Regions from separate parts of the Mus musculus genome. Here regions 1, 2, 3 and 4 are each linked to region 5. A link is a contact called in public HiChIP or PLAC-seq and promoter capture Hi-C data. All regions are on one chromosome and are shown on one strand. The core of a region is the stretch at or near the end of the contact, and the rest is flanking DNA. Distances in the headings are between cores, read along the strand shown.

Evidence for each region. Promoter capture Hi-C pulls out the DNA fragments that hold promoters and counts their contacts. HiChIP or PLAC-seq counts read pairs in DNA pulled down with a chosen protein or histone mark.
Region 1: a contact with region 5 is called in a FOXA1 HiChIP or PLAC-seq map of pancreatic cancer cells. The contact joins the promoter of Rbfox2 here to the promoter of Foxred2 in region 5. A contact is called at or near these places in 1 of 39 promoter capture datasets (cranial neural crest) and 1 of 115 datasets of contacts at active chromatin or transcription factors (pancreatic cancer cells).
Region 2: an H3K27ac HiChIP or PLAC-seq map of embryonic stem cells shows a contact between it and region 5, with 2.6 times the contacts expected there. The contact joins the enhancer-like site here to the promoter of Foxred2 in region 5. A contact is called at or near these places in 14 of 39 promoter capture datasets (the 3T3-L1 cell line, 3T3-L1-derived adipocytes, the C10 cell line and 8 more), 3 of 115 datasets of contacts at active chromatin or transcription factors (effector CD8 T cells, embryonic stem cells and forebrain) and 2 of 9 other capture datasets (adipose tissue and embryonic stem cells).
Region 3: a contact with region 5 is called in a promoter capture Hi-C map of the C10 cell line. The contact joins the promoter of Il2rb here to the promoter of Foxred2 in region 5.
Region 4: a promoter capture Hi-C map of embryonic stem cells shows a contact between it and region 5, with 2.3 times the contacts expected there. The contact joins the promoter of Apol7a here to the promoter of Foxred2 in region 5.

The regions. Positions count from the first base shown.
Region 1 is chr15:77,305,646-77,308,345 of GRCm38.p6, reverse strand. Rbfox2 (RNA binding protein, fox-1 homolog (C. elegans) 2) reads left to right here and starts at 1,293. Exons shown (of 14, transcript NM_053104.6): 1 at 1,293-1,982. The coding sequence starts at 1,803.
Region 2 is chr15:78,553,394-78,556,093 of GRCm38.p6, reverse strand. It overlaps the pseudogene Gm6723. Among named protein-coding and RNA genes, the nearest start is that of Sstr3, 10 kb to the right of the region's middle. Within about 2 kb of position 1,338, at least 29 of the 459 cell types and tissues checked have an H3K27ac peak or open chromatin away from gene starts, as enhancers often do. A contact at or near this core is called in adipose tissue and embryonic stem cells, where this site is marked.
Region 3 is chr15:78,493,767-78,496,466 of GRCm38.p6, reverse strand. It overlaps Il2rb (interleukin 2 receptor, beta chain), which reads left to right and starts at 1,401. Exons shown (of 10, transcript NM_008368.4): 1 at 1,401-1,519.
Region 4 is chr15:77,397,770-77,400,469 of GRCm38.p6, reverse strand. It overlaps Apol7a (apolipoprotein L 7a), which reads left to right and starts at 1,360. Exons shown (of 5, transcript NM_001164640.1): 1 at 1,360-1,532.
Region 5 is chr15:77,955,355-77,958,054 of GRCm38.p6, reverse strand. It overlaps Foxred2 (FAD-dependent oxidoreductase domain containing 2), which reads left to right and starts at 1,333. Exons shown (of 9, transcript NM_001017983.2): 1 at 1,333-1,488; 2 at 1,966-2,466. The coding sequence starts at 1,967.

The DNA of each region.
Region 1 (2,700 bases), core at 44-2,543, 650 kb after region 5:
TTCAAAGGTCAAGTCACAGACTGGTTGCAAGTAACCTTAGACATCACCTGACCTGGGGTTTCTCAATCTCTGAACTATTGGCATTCTGGTTTGGACAAGTCTCTCTTGCAGGGATTGTTCTCTGCACTGTAGAGTTCTGAATAACATTCAAAGCTTCTATTCAGTAAATGCCAGTATAGTCTCCATTTGTGAAGAACAAAATTTACCATATGACAAATACGGAAGTGGGAGATGCTGAAAGGGTCTGAAACTTTTTCTTGGCTGGGAACCACTGATCCAAAGGATTATTTCAGATACTGCAGTTGGGATCCAAAGAGAAAAACTCACTTGTTTAAAGTAGCAAGCAAGGGTAAGGCTAGAAGCTAGGTTATTGCACAATATCCCTTTCCATGTCACAGTATGGAACCCTGAGAGGCAGAAGCAGTTTCTATTTACAATCAGGTGGAGAAAACCTACCGGACAGACCTAACTGCACAAAGCTGATAAGCTAGGAAGGGCTATTCAGGCAGCAAGGAGTAAAACCAAGAGATTGCCATCTTGACTGGCCACATATTTCTGCTTCAGGACTTGAACAAATTCAGGTCCATCCATTGGATTAAAACCATGTTTTCTACTGTCAGGCTCAAAATGGTTCCGTAAATGCCCTATGTAAACGTAAAGCTCTTAAAAAAACACCAGGCGTTATTTATTACTATTATTAGAGACAGTTTTTCTGTGTAGGGCTATCCTGGAACTCACTATGCAGATAGACCAGGTTGGCTTCGAACTCAGAGATACTCCTGTCTTTGCTTCCTACTTCCTAGGACTAAAGGTGTGCACCACCGCCATGCCTGGCAACATCAGAAATATTGACATCATTAGAGATGCAATTATTCGCTTCATAGCACCATTTCTCAGAAAAGTTTATATGGGAGCCATCACTCCTGGACTTCCCAGGTCTTGGGCTGGAGAGGAAGGAGGCAAAGGGACCTTCCTCTCGCAGAGCGCCCCTCTGCTTCCCTAAATCCCAGGAAGCCAGATGAGAGAGATCAGGTCATCACTTCTCACTAGTGCAACTAGTCCAAGTTGCTCCCCCGAACTCCTGCCCTTCAAGCTCCGCCCCCCGGCCACCGCCTTAAAAGAGGCGGCCCCTTCTCTCTCCATGCTTCCCAGAGCATCCCCGAGCTTCCCGAGCTTTTCCGAGTCCTTCCCGGCCTCCCGCGGGCGGCCCGCGCGGAGGCGACGGAGATTGCCGAGGGGCGTAGCCACGCCCCCTCACTACAGCCTCCTCTCGCGCGGGCGGCCCGAGTCCCACACATCCAGGTTCCTCCCTCCTTCTCTCCTTTCTCTCTCCCCGCCTTCCCGGCGCTGCCACAGTGGCGGGACGGAGGATCCCGACCAGTCAGCTCGCTGCGGCCTCGCGCTCCTCCTCCTCCCAAATAAACAGCCCTCCCCAAGCTGGGAGCCCAGGCCGTCCCCTTCCCCGCACGGCTGGCGAGTGGTGAGGGAGCGCGGGACTGAAGGACCAAGGGACCGAGGGATCGGCGCACGCGCGTGCGAGTGAGAGAGCGAGCGAGCGGCCGGCGCGAAGCCGGAGCAGAAGCCGGAGCCGGGGCCGAAGCCGAAGCCGGAGCCATAACCTGAGTCGGAGCGGTAGTGAAGCCGAAGCCGAAGCCGGGCTCCGGACCGACGCGCACGCACACACGCACGCGGGGGGCGGGGCCGGCGCGCGCCCGCCTGTCGCGACTGTCGGCACCGAGGCCCAGGGGGAGGTGGCCTGTCGCGGGTCGCCCGGCTCCCGGTGGCGAAGGGGGCGCGGGCGGATGGCGGAAGGCGGCCAGGCGCAGCAGCAGCCGCCTCAGCTCGGGCCCGGCGCTGCCGCCCGGGGCATGAAGCGGGAGTCGGAGGTGGAGTTGCCGGTGCCCGGAGCGGGGGCAGACGGACCCGAGCCCGGCCTGAGCAAGCGGCCACGCACAGAGGAGGCGGCCGACGGCGGGATGCAGGTGACCGCGCGGGACGGGCGCCCGGTTACGGAGGGCCGCGGCGGGCTCGGGCCTCCGGGCGCCGGGTGGGCCTGGCTGGAGAGTGGGCTTGGGGCCGGGTGCAGGGGCTGGAGGGGCCCCGGAGGCAGCGCGAGGGAGTGGGATTTTTTTTTTTTTCCTTTTGGAGTTGGGATTGAACAGGATCGGGATGCAGTCCATTTCTTAAGCCTGTGCTCAGTTTGTTGAGAAGTTGAGGGTTCTTGGGTCGATTTGTCCAGAGGAGAGCTGTTGGGCCGAGCTGAGAGCGAGGGAAGCTGGTGGTGGGAAAGCTCCGGAGAAGAAGGGCGCCTTTTGGTTTACACTGGGATGAGGAAAGGGGGAACGGCATGTGGAGAACAGACTGAAAAGCCAGCCAACTCCTGGAGAGAGAGCGAGCCCGAAAGGGGATGTGGCTTAGCTTGTGGGTTCAATCAGTTACTCGAGCAGTCTTGAGAAGTCCGCGGAGTTTGGTAGTGTGATGCTCTGTCTCAGTTTTGTGCAGCATGTTATTAAGTCTGGAGAGAGACACCAGGCAGATCCCGCCTGTGCTTTACCCATTGCATCCTACGTTCGTAGGATGCGGAGTAAACTCCTTAGTATCCTGAGGTAGAAAAGAAAATTTATAGGGCTGTTAGGAGACTGGTTTCTGAGTTGTGGCCTCCAGTGTTAGCTTGATTGTTGAGGGTGGGAAATGACAAAG
Region 2 (2,700 bases), core at 89-2,588, 600 kb before region 5:
GACACTGTAGGCTGTCGATGACAGTGATGGCTTAGGACACTGAAGAGCCTGCTTGAGGAGCAGTTAACCTTCTGAGCCTGCTTCAAGAAAGCCAGGGTGAAGAGCCACACTGGGTTTGGAAGATGTGAATTCGATCTTACTTGGTAATCCCTCCACAGGGACAAGTTAGCCAAGATATAGCATTTAAGGGAAGAAAGATTTGCTTTGGCTTGTTTCCAAGGCTTTGGTTGGTGGTTGGTCAATTCTTCCCTTTTAGGCCAGTAGCGAGGCTGGAACACCATGTAGGAAGGACATGGTGGAGCAGAGCTTGCTCATCTCTGTAATCTGCCAGCAAACGGATAAAGAACAAAGAGCCAGGACCAAGGTTTACCCTTCCGAACCACGGTCTGAGTGACCTGCGCCGTACGTTCCGCAGTTCCACTTCCCAACAGTCTGTCTGAAATTAGACTCTCGGGGGGTTAAATCAGTGGTTAACTCAGAGGCTCCATTATCTAGTCGTTTCTGGAAATGATCACACTCAGGCTGTTCTTTATGAATTTCCTAGGTGTCTCTCAATTCAATCAACTTGATAATTGAGATTCACCTTTGCAGTCCCAGCCCATGTCAGTTTGACACCTAATGCATTTCCTTAGATCACACTTAATCTCCAAATAAAGACGGTTGCAGAAGACGACCAGTCTACTCAACACGGCTGCCCTGTTCATACCCCGGACTGCACTGAGGTTTTCTCCAAACGTCTCAACAATTTTAATATTGATCAAAAGTTCAAACTGAAACTGAGAGTCCAGGCAAATTGACAAACTCAAAAGTATATAACACCACACAGTAAACACTCTTATTCTTTTGGGTTGAACAGGGTGTAGAGAGACTCTTTCGTGCACTGGGTGGGAGCATCACCTGTCAATAAAAAGCTACTGGCCTATTAGCTTAGACAGGAAGTAGGAGGTGGGAGTCTTGGCAGGAAGAGAGGATTCTGGGATAGAGTCTGCTGTGGGAGGATATTTGCCTGAACTCGGAGGAGACAGATTTATGAAACTGAGAAGAGGTAGCCAGCCGTGTGGCACTCATGAAATAGAATAAACAGTTAATTGAGTTACGAGTTAGTCGGGGAACAAGCCCAAGCTTGTGGCTTAGCCATTTATTAATTCAAGAAGTAATTCCGAAGGTGGGTTCTGGGCCGCAGCAATGGCGGAGGCGGCGGGCTGGTAACGTGAAGGTGGGTTGGAAGGAGGAACAGCAGCAGAAATGCAGACAGCACACACAGGTTTAAGCCACACTGCAGATGGCGCCTACGGTCCGACTAGCCGCTGCTGTCCTGGTAATGCAGGCACAAAGGCAGTTATTCCCAGTGGAGCGCACCCTGTTGGAAGAGCACTGGAAGCCTCCCGAAATCCCAGCAAAAGCATCGTGCCTTTAACCCAAAGGCCTGGAAGCCGATATCGTAGATTTGCCCTCTTCGTGCCTTTCCCGACCTCTTTGGAGGCAGAAATCGCCTGTGGGTCCCTAGTTCCAGATGTCGAACCACACCGAGGACTGGTAGGGAAGGAGCTTAAAGTGAGCGGCTGCCTGCTGGAGGTACGCTGGATCGCGGAAGATTCTCGACTCCTCCGAATTTCCATCATCAACTTTCTTGACCAGCTTTCCCTAGTGGTAAACACCATACAGCTTTTTGGGCCCCCGGTTTCCCATTAAGTCTGGCTGGGGACCCATGTCTGACCTTATTTCCATCTCCTCCTAAGCAATATATTTTTCCCTAGGGAAAAGATTCTAGAAATAGTAACTACTGCATAAATGTGGGGGCCTAATATTTTTTTCCTGACTTGATCCTCAGGCACTTAGGGGCCATTTAGTCTGGTGCTTCAATGTTTGTTGCTGAAGAAAATAAAGCTATGCTGCTAATCTGCATTTGGAAAAAAAGAAGAAGAAGAAGTAATTCAGTCTCAGAGTCTATTTCTGGAATTTAGGCACTGGTAGAAAAGCTCATGGTTAAGCAGGAGAACAGAAAGATGTGAGGCCAAAGACCCAACAGGTCAAATGTCAAATCCTGTATATCATGTTTTGCATCTGGGGCACACGGTGTCATGATGTGAACGTCCTGGCACATATCTCACTGCTCTGGCCTTGCTGGCTCTAATGCACACTGCCTCTTTCCTGGGTTGGCTCTGCTCACTGCTCATGGTTTCCCTTGGCAGCTCTTCCAAGTCTCTGGCATCTCCAGCTTGGCCTGGTCTCCACAGCATCTTCACCTTTCTCCCCAGTTTCACACAAGAGGGGACTCTTGGGGCTGACCCAGACACAACCCCGTCCCCAGCCTCCCAGGATTTTCTTTGGAATCTGCGTGGTTGCCTCCGTGATCTTACAACCCTTCCACTCTTTGTGGCTGCAAAACCAGCGTCGTATGAACGACAGAAGGTCTGCCACTGTCTCTGTGGACCATGACTGTGGCTGATGAGCATGGTGAAAGGAATTCTGGGAAAGTCTTTTAGAAGATTACATTAACAGTATAGACACTGCCAATGGCTGAGGTCTGACCAATTCTTGAGATGGCCTTGAAGTACTTTTTCCTACTGGTCAGATACAAGGTCTTGGCTTCTTTTGTTGTTTTTGTTATTGTTGTTGTTGTTTTTTGTTTTCTGAGGCAGGTTCTCACTGCACGGACACAACTGGCCTGGGACTTCCTTTGTAGACCAGGTTGGCCTT
Region 3 (2,700 bases), core at 152-2,651, 540 kb before region 5:
GACTCTCCCTAGCAATGGCAGCCCACATACCTCCTTTCCTGGCTTGTCTCAATTCTCTTTTTAGGGTTCTTGATTTCACTCTCCAGCATCCCCAGAGTCCTGGGGATTTTGTGTGTGTGCATACGTCCCTCCATATCCCAGACAGGGCACCAACGACAGAGCAAGAAACAGCTCCACTGAAGTCTAGCTTGGTGAGCTAGTGAGTTTCTTGTGCACATTTATGGAGTAAGGGGTTGCTTACATCAGTTTGGGTGACCACCCCCCCAAGCAACTATGTTACTGGGAAGTCACAGCTGAGCATGGATGATGGCATCCCCATAGTTGTATAGATGGAGTCACTTCTTCTTTGGCTAACCTATCCTCTCTAGTGTGTAAGTACCCCTGAGTTCAGTTACACATCGCTAAAGCTGGACCTCAGGGGAGGGGTTCCTGTTACTTCTCTTCCCTTCTTGTGAGGGGATGAACATCAGCAGGTCCAATCGTGTGGCTCTCTTGTGGCAGTTACAGCTGCCCCGATGAAGATGGTAATGGCTGTTATGTCCAGAGAACAGAATTCTTACAACTCCCTTCTTTTCACAAGAGGGCAGAAGCTTGTCATATTTCCCCAAGCCTGGCATTAAAACCAAGATGAAGGGGAGATAGAAACGGGGAGTCCCTGGTCCTGTGATACAATATGTAAATAAACACCCATTCATTTACGGAGAAATTCGTGACTTCATTGTTAAAAATAAAAGCCGTGAACTGAACCCTGCCACCCTATCTCACCGAGAGAGGAAGGATTAGAACTTACAACTCGGAAAGGAAGAAAGTGATAGGAGGGCCACTCATTGGCCATCAAACTGCTTATCAAGCCTTAAAACCAGTCAGTCACCTTTGAATGCTAGCCTAAATAAAGGGCATCTCAGAGACTGAAGTAAAGGGCAGCATGTAGCGGGGGCTGGGGGATGGCTAAAATGGAGATCAGCAAAGAGGACACCTAGACTCTAGGTCCTAGAGGGATGATGTGTCTGTGGGTGGCTTTGGTGTTAGGGTGTGAGCATATGTATGTGTGTGTGTGTGTGTGTGTGTGTGTGTGTGTGTGTGTGTGCATGCGCGTGTGTGCTCATGCGTGAGCAGAAGTCGATGGTGTTAGGGTGGCATGTGTGAGATGTAGCGGGGAAGAGTAGGCAAAGAAGGGCCTGCCCCCTCAGGTTCTGTGCATAGCTAGGTCCCTGTACCACAGTAACTGTGTGAGCGTGTGTGCCACCACATTCAGTGGCTGCCCCTGGGCGTAGGAGGAGATCTTATCAGTGCTAGGTGTGTGTGGAGTTTCAGGCTACCTCATCACCCCCCATCTCTCCACCTCCCATTGGGCCTTGCCCCTCATCCTCTATACAGGAAGTGGGCTCGCCTTGGGTTTCAGTCTGTTGCTGGCCTAGCTGTTGTCTGCTACCTAAGCTGCGGAGCAGGAGATGGCCGTGGACCCAACCTCCAGCAGGACTGCAGGGAACATCTCGACACAACTCCATGTTGCAGCCAGGTGATGCCCCTGTGTGGTCCCCTGGGAGCCCTGGGCACCCCACTACCTCTTGCTGGTCCTCCCAAGGGACAGGGAGCTGGGAGGGGGCGCTCATCTCTAACTTGGTTCCCTTTGTAGTTTGTATCTGGGCTTTGATGATTAACCTTGTCTTAGGATTCCCTGGGGAAGGGGGTAGCCTGGCTGTCATGGTTTCTCCTTTAAGAATAAACCCCTTCCAATGTCAGGGCACAGTGGCTTCTTCCCAGTCTACTCTGTGGGAAGCTGTGTGCCATTTTCGCTAGGAGGGACTTCCCTGGATCCTGTGTGGGGATGTCTTAGCCCAGAAGGGTGGAGGAAAAGATTTGTAGCTCGTCAGTATTGGGAGGTGGCATGGCGTGTATGGGACAGGTGGGATTCAACGCTGACGCCTGTGGAGTTCATCTCAGCCTGGAGAATTCTCCTTAGTGAGAAAGAGAGAAGGAATCTCCCCCTGGGACCTGGCTGTCCAGTCAGCTATGTTGATTGACAGGTTTCTGAGGGCCCTAGGCTGGAGGTCAGAGGTAGAGTTCTAGCTTAGATTTGTCTCTGACATTACCGAGTGGCTAGAGAGGTTAAGGACATCGCCAGGCATGGGGCTCCGTCTCCGAGGCTGCCTGAGGTAGGAGCTTCCCACCGTTAGCTGTGTTTACAGTACTTCAGGGCCAAGGTGGGTGGCTGAGGAAGGCAGAACTACCTTTGAAGGTCCCCTTTCTTTCACACACTCCTCAGCTGAACTGAACAGCAAGAGGTGAACAGTGGTGTGTGTGTGTGTGTGTGTGTGTGTGTGTGTGTCTTTGTGAATGTGTGTGTCTCTGGAGAGGTGGCCAGAGAAAGGATCTCTGAGGTCAAAGGCCACCAGATCTGACAGACAAGCTCTTGCTTGCCGTCCGTCCTCCCTCAGTCGACCCTGTACCTCACAGACCTGTGAGGCCTTGGACTGCCCCAGCACTGGAACCTTTATCCTGGGAAACAGGCTGCTTTAGGCCCTGATCTTCCCATAGGGAAGGAGCAGTCAGTCACAGAACCTGCTCTTGTGCTGTGAGACCTCTCTGTGACATGTGTGGGTCAGTCTGACGCAGGGAGTGTGACACGACTGTCACTCATGGCTGACCCTCCTCCTCCGTCAGCATCACCACTGTACTGGAAATCAGGTGACCCAGTTA
Region 4 (2,700 bases), core at 111-2,610, 560 kb after region 5:
ATCTTCTGATACATATGCAGCTAAAGTCAAGAGCTCTGGGGGTACTGATTAGTTCATATTGTTGTTCCACCTATAGGGTTGCAGACCCCTTTAGCTCCTTGGGTACTTTCTCTAGCTCCTCCATTGGGGGCCCTGTGATCCATCCAATAGCTGACTGTGAGCATCCACTTCTGTGTTTGCTAGGCCCTGGCATAGTCTCAGAAGAGACAGCTATATATGGGTCCTTTCAACAAAATCTTGCTAGTGTATGCAATGGTGTCAGCGTTTGGAAGCTGATTATGGGATGGATCCCCAGATATGGCAGTCTCTAGATGGTCCATCCTTTTGTCACAGCTCCAAACTTTGTCTCTGTAACTCCTTCCATGGGTGTTTTGTTCCCAATTCTAAGAAGGGGCAAAGTGTCCACACTTTGGTCTTCGTTGTTCTTGAGTTTCATGCATTTAGCAAATTGTATCTTATATCTTGGGTATCCTAAGTTTCTGGGCTAATATCCACTTATCAGTGAGTACATATTGTGTGAGTTCCTTTGTGATTGGGTTACCTCACTCAGGATGATGCCCTCTAGGTCCATCCATTTGCCTAGGAATTTCATAAATTTATTCTTTTTAATAGCTGAGTAGTATTCCATTGTATAAATGTACCACATTTTCTGTATCCATTCCTCTGTTGAGGGGCATCTGGGTTCTTTCCAGCTTCTGGCTATTATAAATAAGGCTGCTATGAACATAGAAGAGCATGTGTCCTTCTTACCGGTTGGAACATCTTCTGGATATATGCCCAGGAGAGGTATTTCGGGATCCTCCAGTAGTACTATGTCCAATTTTCTGAGGAACCGCCAGACTGATTTCCAGAGTGGTTGTACAAGCTTGCAATTCCACCAACAATGGAGGAGTGTTCCTCTTTCTTCACATCCTCGCCAGCATCTGCTGTCACCTGAATTTTTGATCTTAGCCATTCTGACTGGTGTGAGGTGGAATCTCAGGGTTGTTTTGATTTGCATTTCCCTGATGATTAAGGATGTTGAACATTTTTTCAGGTGCTTCTCAGCCATTCGGTATTCCTTGAACCAGTTTAAACAACATGCTAACACAGTGAACCTATACGCAGGCACGCACACAGTTCCCGATCACACTTAGCTCCATACAGCTGTGTATTTCAAAGTTCATTACACACATTTCCAAAAGTTTTTGTGTCCTAACAGTTTTTGCCTCTAGGTGGCGCAGCACCCATGTGTGCTGTGGACTCTGTTTCGGTGCTATGATGGCTGTTAGGACAGACCAACTGAGAAGGTAAGGCCAGCCTCTAATCTGGGCCACACCTGCTGGAAGCTTACATAAAGACTGGAAGAAGGAAGCTTTTGCTCTTGCCGGCTTGCCGCACCTCACTAGCAAGTCCGTTTCTACAATGGCACTAGGATTCCAGAGTGTACTAAAAACCAGCTGAGACATCCAGCCCTGTGGACTGAGCAGCTACGGGAGTCTCCAACCTGCCATGCGTAGACAGCCTTTGTTGGACTAGCTAAACCAGAGTCTGTGAGTCATTCTAATTCATGAATCTATATTAACTCTATATACAGAGATTCTATATACAGAGAGAGGCGCCTTCTGTAAGCTCTGTTGCTCTAGAGAACCCTGATGAGGACAGATGGTCAGTTCCCCCTACCCCACTCTGGCCTTACAAGCGAGCTAGTCTGAGCTTCGCCTCAGACCCCTGCACAAGGTTTCCTCTGCTCACTCTGCTGCCTGCTTGAGATATGGATGTGTGGCCCCACCTGGGCATCCGACAGGCCTGGCAGGGTGTTGTGACTGTCCTATAAAACTCCACATCCTGCAACCTGACAGCTACAGCAGAGATGTGCCCCAAGAGCAGGATCAATAGACATCTTCCCAACATGTAAATTCTTTGGCCACTGGGTGAGCTTTAAAGTGCATCTTTGTATTTATATGATTTTCTTTTTTTTACTGATGAGATGACTCCACCCCTGTCCCCTAAAGTCCCAAGTCCCTGTTAGCAGCATTGAACAGGAGTCTGGGCCTCAGGAGCTGACTTTGGTTTCCCTTTGGGGAGGGGACTTCAGAACACATGCCATGTCTCAGACTCTGACCTGTTCTTCCGTTTCTTAAAAGATTCTCTTCCTATCATCTTTTGACTTCATGTGAGTATGGGAAAGCTTGAGCGAGGGGGTGGGGGTCGGGGGACACGGCTGCTATCCTGGCACTTGGGTGGTGCAGGCCTAAGATTAGGAGTTCAAGATTCTCTCAACCTACACAGTGCGTGTGAGGCCAGACGAGGCTACATGGACACTTGGAGAGCTTTGGCAAGAAAAGGGAGTTATGGGTTAGAAGGGTGGAGAGTGGTTCTGAGACTGAGTCACCACTGTCTTCAGCTCTCACCATAGCAACACGTACATTCATTCTCCGTTTAGTCAGGTCCCAGGAGGAGGGGCTGGCGCCTTTTCCCTATACTGCTAACCGCAGTTTCTTTCCTTCTTCCTTAGCTCCCAAGGCAATCTCAGTGCAGTTTCTGTTTCTGTTTTTATGAGGTCCACCCCTCTGCAAAATCACCTGATCACTGGTGAGAACAAGGAGTGAACACTCTCACACACGGCCTGTGTTTAGATGTGAACGTCCTTTAACCCAGTTATCTACTTATACAAATAGCATAAGGTTAATCTCAAATGCAGGCACTGACAGGAATGAG
Region 5 (2,700 bases), core at 84-2,583:
AGAATCTCAGACTTGGAGCAGCCCTGACTGAGATTTTAATGTAGAGTGCAAACAACATAAAATAGTGTGACAAATGTCTTGGGCTTCAGGAGTGGCCCAGAATCCAGATCCCTTGGTCCAATCCACCTACAAGAAGCTCCTGTAGCCCTGCGCTGTGGGCTGTAGATCAATGGCTGGGAATCCTGCACCTTAGCCAGGCGTGGGGCTCCTGATCATTCCATTTCCATCACCAAAGGCAGACCAACTTTCTAGTTCCTTTTGGTGCCTGCCCATCCTCTCCACAGTATCTATGAAATGCTCGGCTTTATTTTCGGTGAGATACCTTGTCTACCCAGGATAGCTCCAAACTAAACCTGTGGGCTGAGGTCTCCACAATGACAATAAACTAAAGTTTATGTCTGCCCCCAGGGCGGATTTCTTTAGTGCAGGCTCTAAAGAAAACACCAGCATTCCGGGTGTGCTTTCTTTCACCAGGAAAATCATAAACGTAAATTTCTAAGGGCAAATGAGGGAAGCTGCAAGTGGGCGGGGTTCCGATTAGGCTTCCAGGAGCAAGGCTCCTTTTTAATGGGAAGCAGCTACAGTCACGCAAAGCTGGTAAAGTCCTTCCCAGATGTTTTTCCTAAGAACCCTCAGCTTCTGCATCGCCTTGTGAAGGTCGCTATCCTTTCCTCCAAAAGGCACACAGTATTCTAATTAGCCAGGTGAGTAACTTGGTCTAGGGAGCTAGCCTGAATATTCAAATCCTCCTTCCTACACAGAATTGCAGTTTGAGCCTCTGGGTTGGGGAGTTTGAAGCAGGATTTCACACAGTCCTCTTGTCTCAGTCTCACGATTGCTGGACATACAAGAGTGAGCCACTATGCTGTCTCAAAACCCACTTAGCTTTATCTTTGTTTTATGCAAACCTTGTCACTTTGTATTGACGAGTCAGTTACAAAGTGCTGGGAATCGCTTCCCTTGGCCACCCTTCGTACAACTGAACGATCAAGACTCTAAGACAATAATTGGTTCATCTGTCTTGGCCTCTCCTCAGTCCCACAAAATTGACTGGCCAATTAGGTTCAGTCTTCTACAGTAATAAAGGGATATAAATGGCAAGGTTTTCTCCAAAAATCTCTCATCTTCTGGCACAAGGATTAGTACAAATCAAAAGGAAGGGCCAGGCGTCCCATCATGGACCTGCTGTTCCCCAAGGCACCTCTACCCTCAGAAACAGCGCTCACAGCACGTGTGCGCCACTCGCGCCCCGGCCGCCCCACCAGTCCCGGCGTGCTGCGCGTGGCACACGTGACCCGCCCCCTGCTATTGGCCCGGAGTGGGGAGGGGCGTGGCCGCTGTGGCGCGAGTCAGCCGTAGCTTCCCTCCACTGCAGCCTGTCGTGGGAGCATCGCTGGGCTACCGGTGGCGGCAGCGTGCGGGTCGGAAGCTCAGCCTGGGGACCGCGCACGCGCCAGAAGCAGTGCGGGATAGCGGAGACCGCGGCAGGTGTGCTGGGGCATCCTCACGTGATCCGGGGGGCTGGGGCGGGGCCTTAGAAGCCACACCTCCTTCAGGGTCCCGTACCCCCACCCCCAGGGTGAAAGGTGGGTAGACCAACCAGAACCTCTGAAGGGTCCACCTGGGAAGACCTCCTCCCAAAATGCAGGGCACATCCAAAATGAGTGGAAATTGGGGAAACTGCCTCTCCTTTGGGGTGGAAATTACCATGACAATAAGGGAGTCTGACACCCTAGGAAAGTGGACTATGGAGATGAGCTGGGGATTCAGAATTCCTGTGGGCCCTTGATCCTACCTGAAAGAGATGGAGACGGGATAGATGAGCCCCTAGGTCCCGGGGTTCAGTACTAGCCCCGCTCCAGATCCCTGGGAGGCTCAAGCGCCTGGTTTCTCGTTCCTCGGGAAAGCCGGCTGTCACCAGCTGCCAGCCACGAGGTGCGAGGCCTCTCCTCTACTGTGCTGCAGGATGGGTCCCTCGGGGCTGCTGGTGGCCCTAGCCTTGCACCTGGCAGTGTGTTCCCGTCCGCACCGGGACTACTGCGTCCTGGGCGCCGGTCCTGCGGGCCTGCAGATGGCCGCCTTCCTGCATCGAGCCGGCAGGGACTACGAGGTATTCGAACGCGAGTCCGCACCTGGCAGCTTCTTCACTCGCTACCCGCGCCACCGCAAGCTCATCAGCATCAACAAGCGGCACACGGGCAAGGCCAACGCCGAGTTCAACCTCCGCCACGACTGGAACTCGCTGCTCAGCGACGACCCACACCTGCTCTTCAGACACTACTCGCAGGCTTACTTCCCCGACGCCAGCGACATGGTGCGCTACCTGGGTGACTTCGCGCGGCGCCTGGGGCTCCATGTGTTATACAACACAAACATCACCCATGTGACCCTGGACAAGGATCCACAAGCCTGGAACGGCCATTACTTCATTCTGACGGACCAGAAGGGCCAGGTTTACCAGTGCAGGTAAGGAGCCTCAGGACACAGCCGAATTGGCCTCGAGATTGGAGAGAATGAGAAAGGGGCTACTTCTTGCTCCCAATGGGGTTCAGTGCCAAGCAAAACTTTTTTAAGGTGCGTCCTTACAAAGCTGTGGCTGAGTATGTTTGGGGAAATCTAGCAATTTATCGTACAGGATTTGCCAGGCTCTATTGCCTTCGCCATGGTCCTGTGGTGTTGAATACTGCCTGTGAGCTTAGC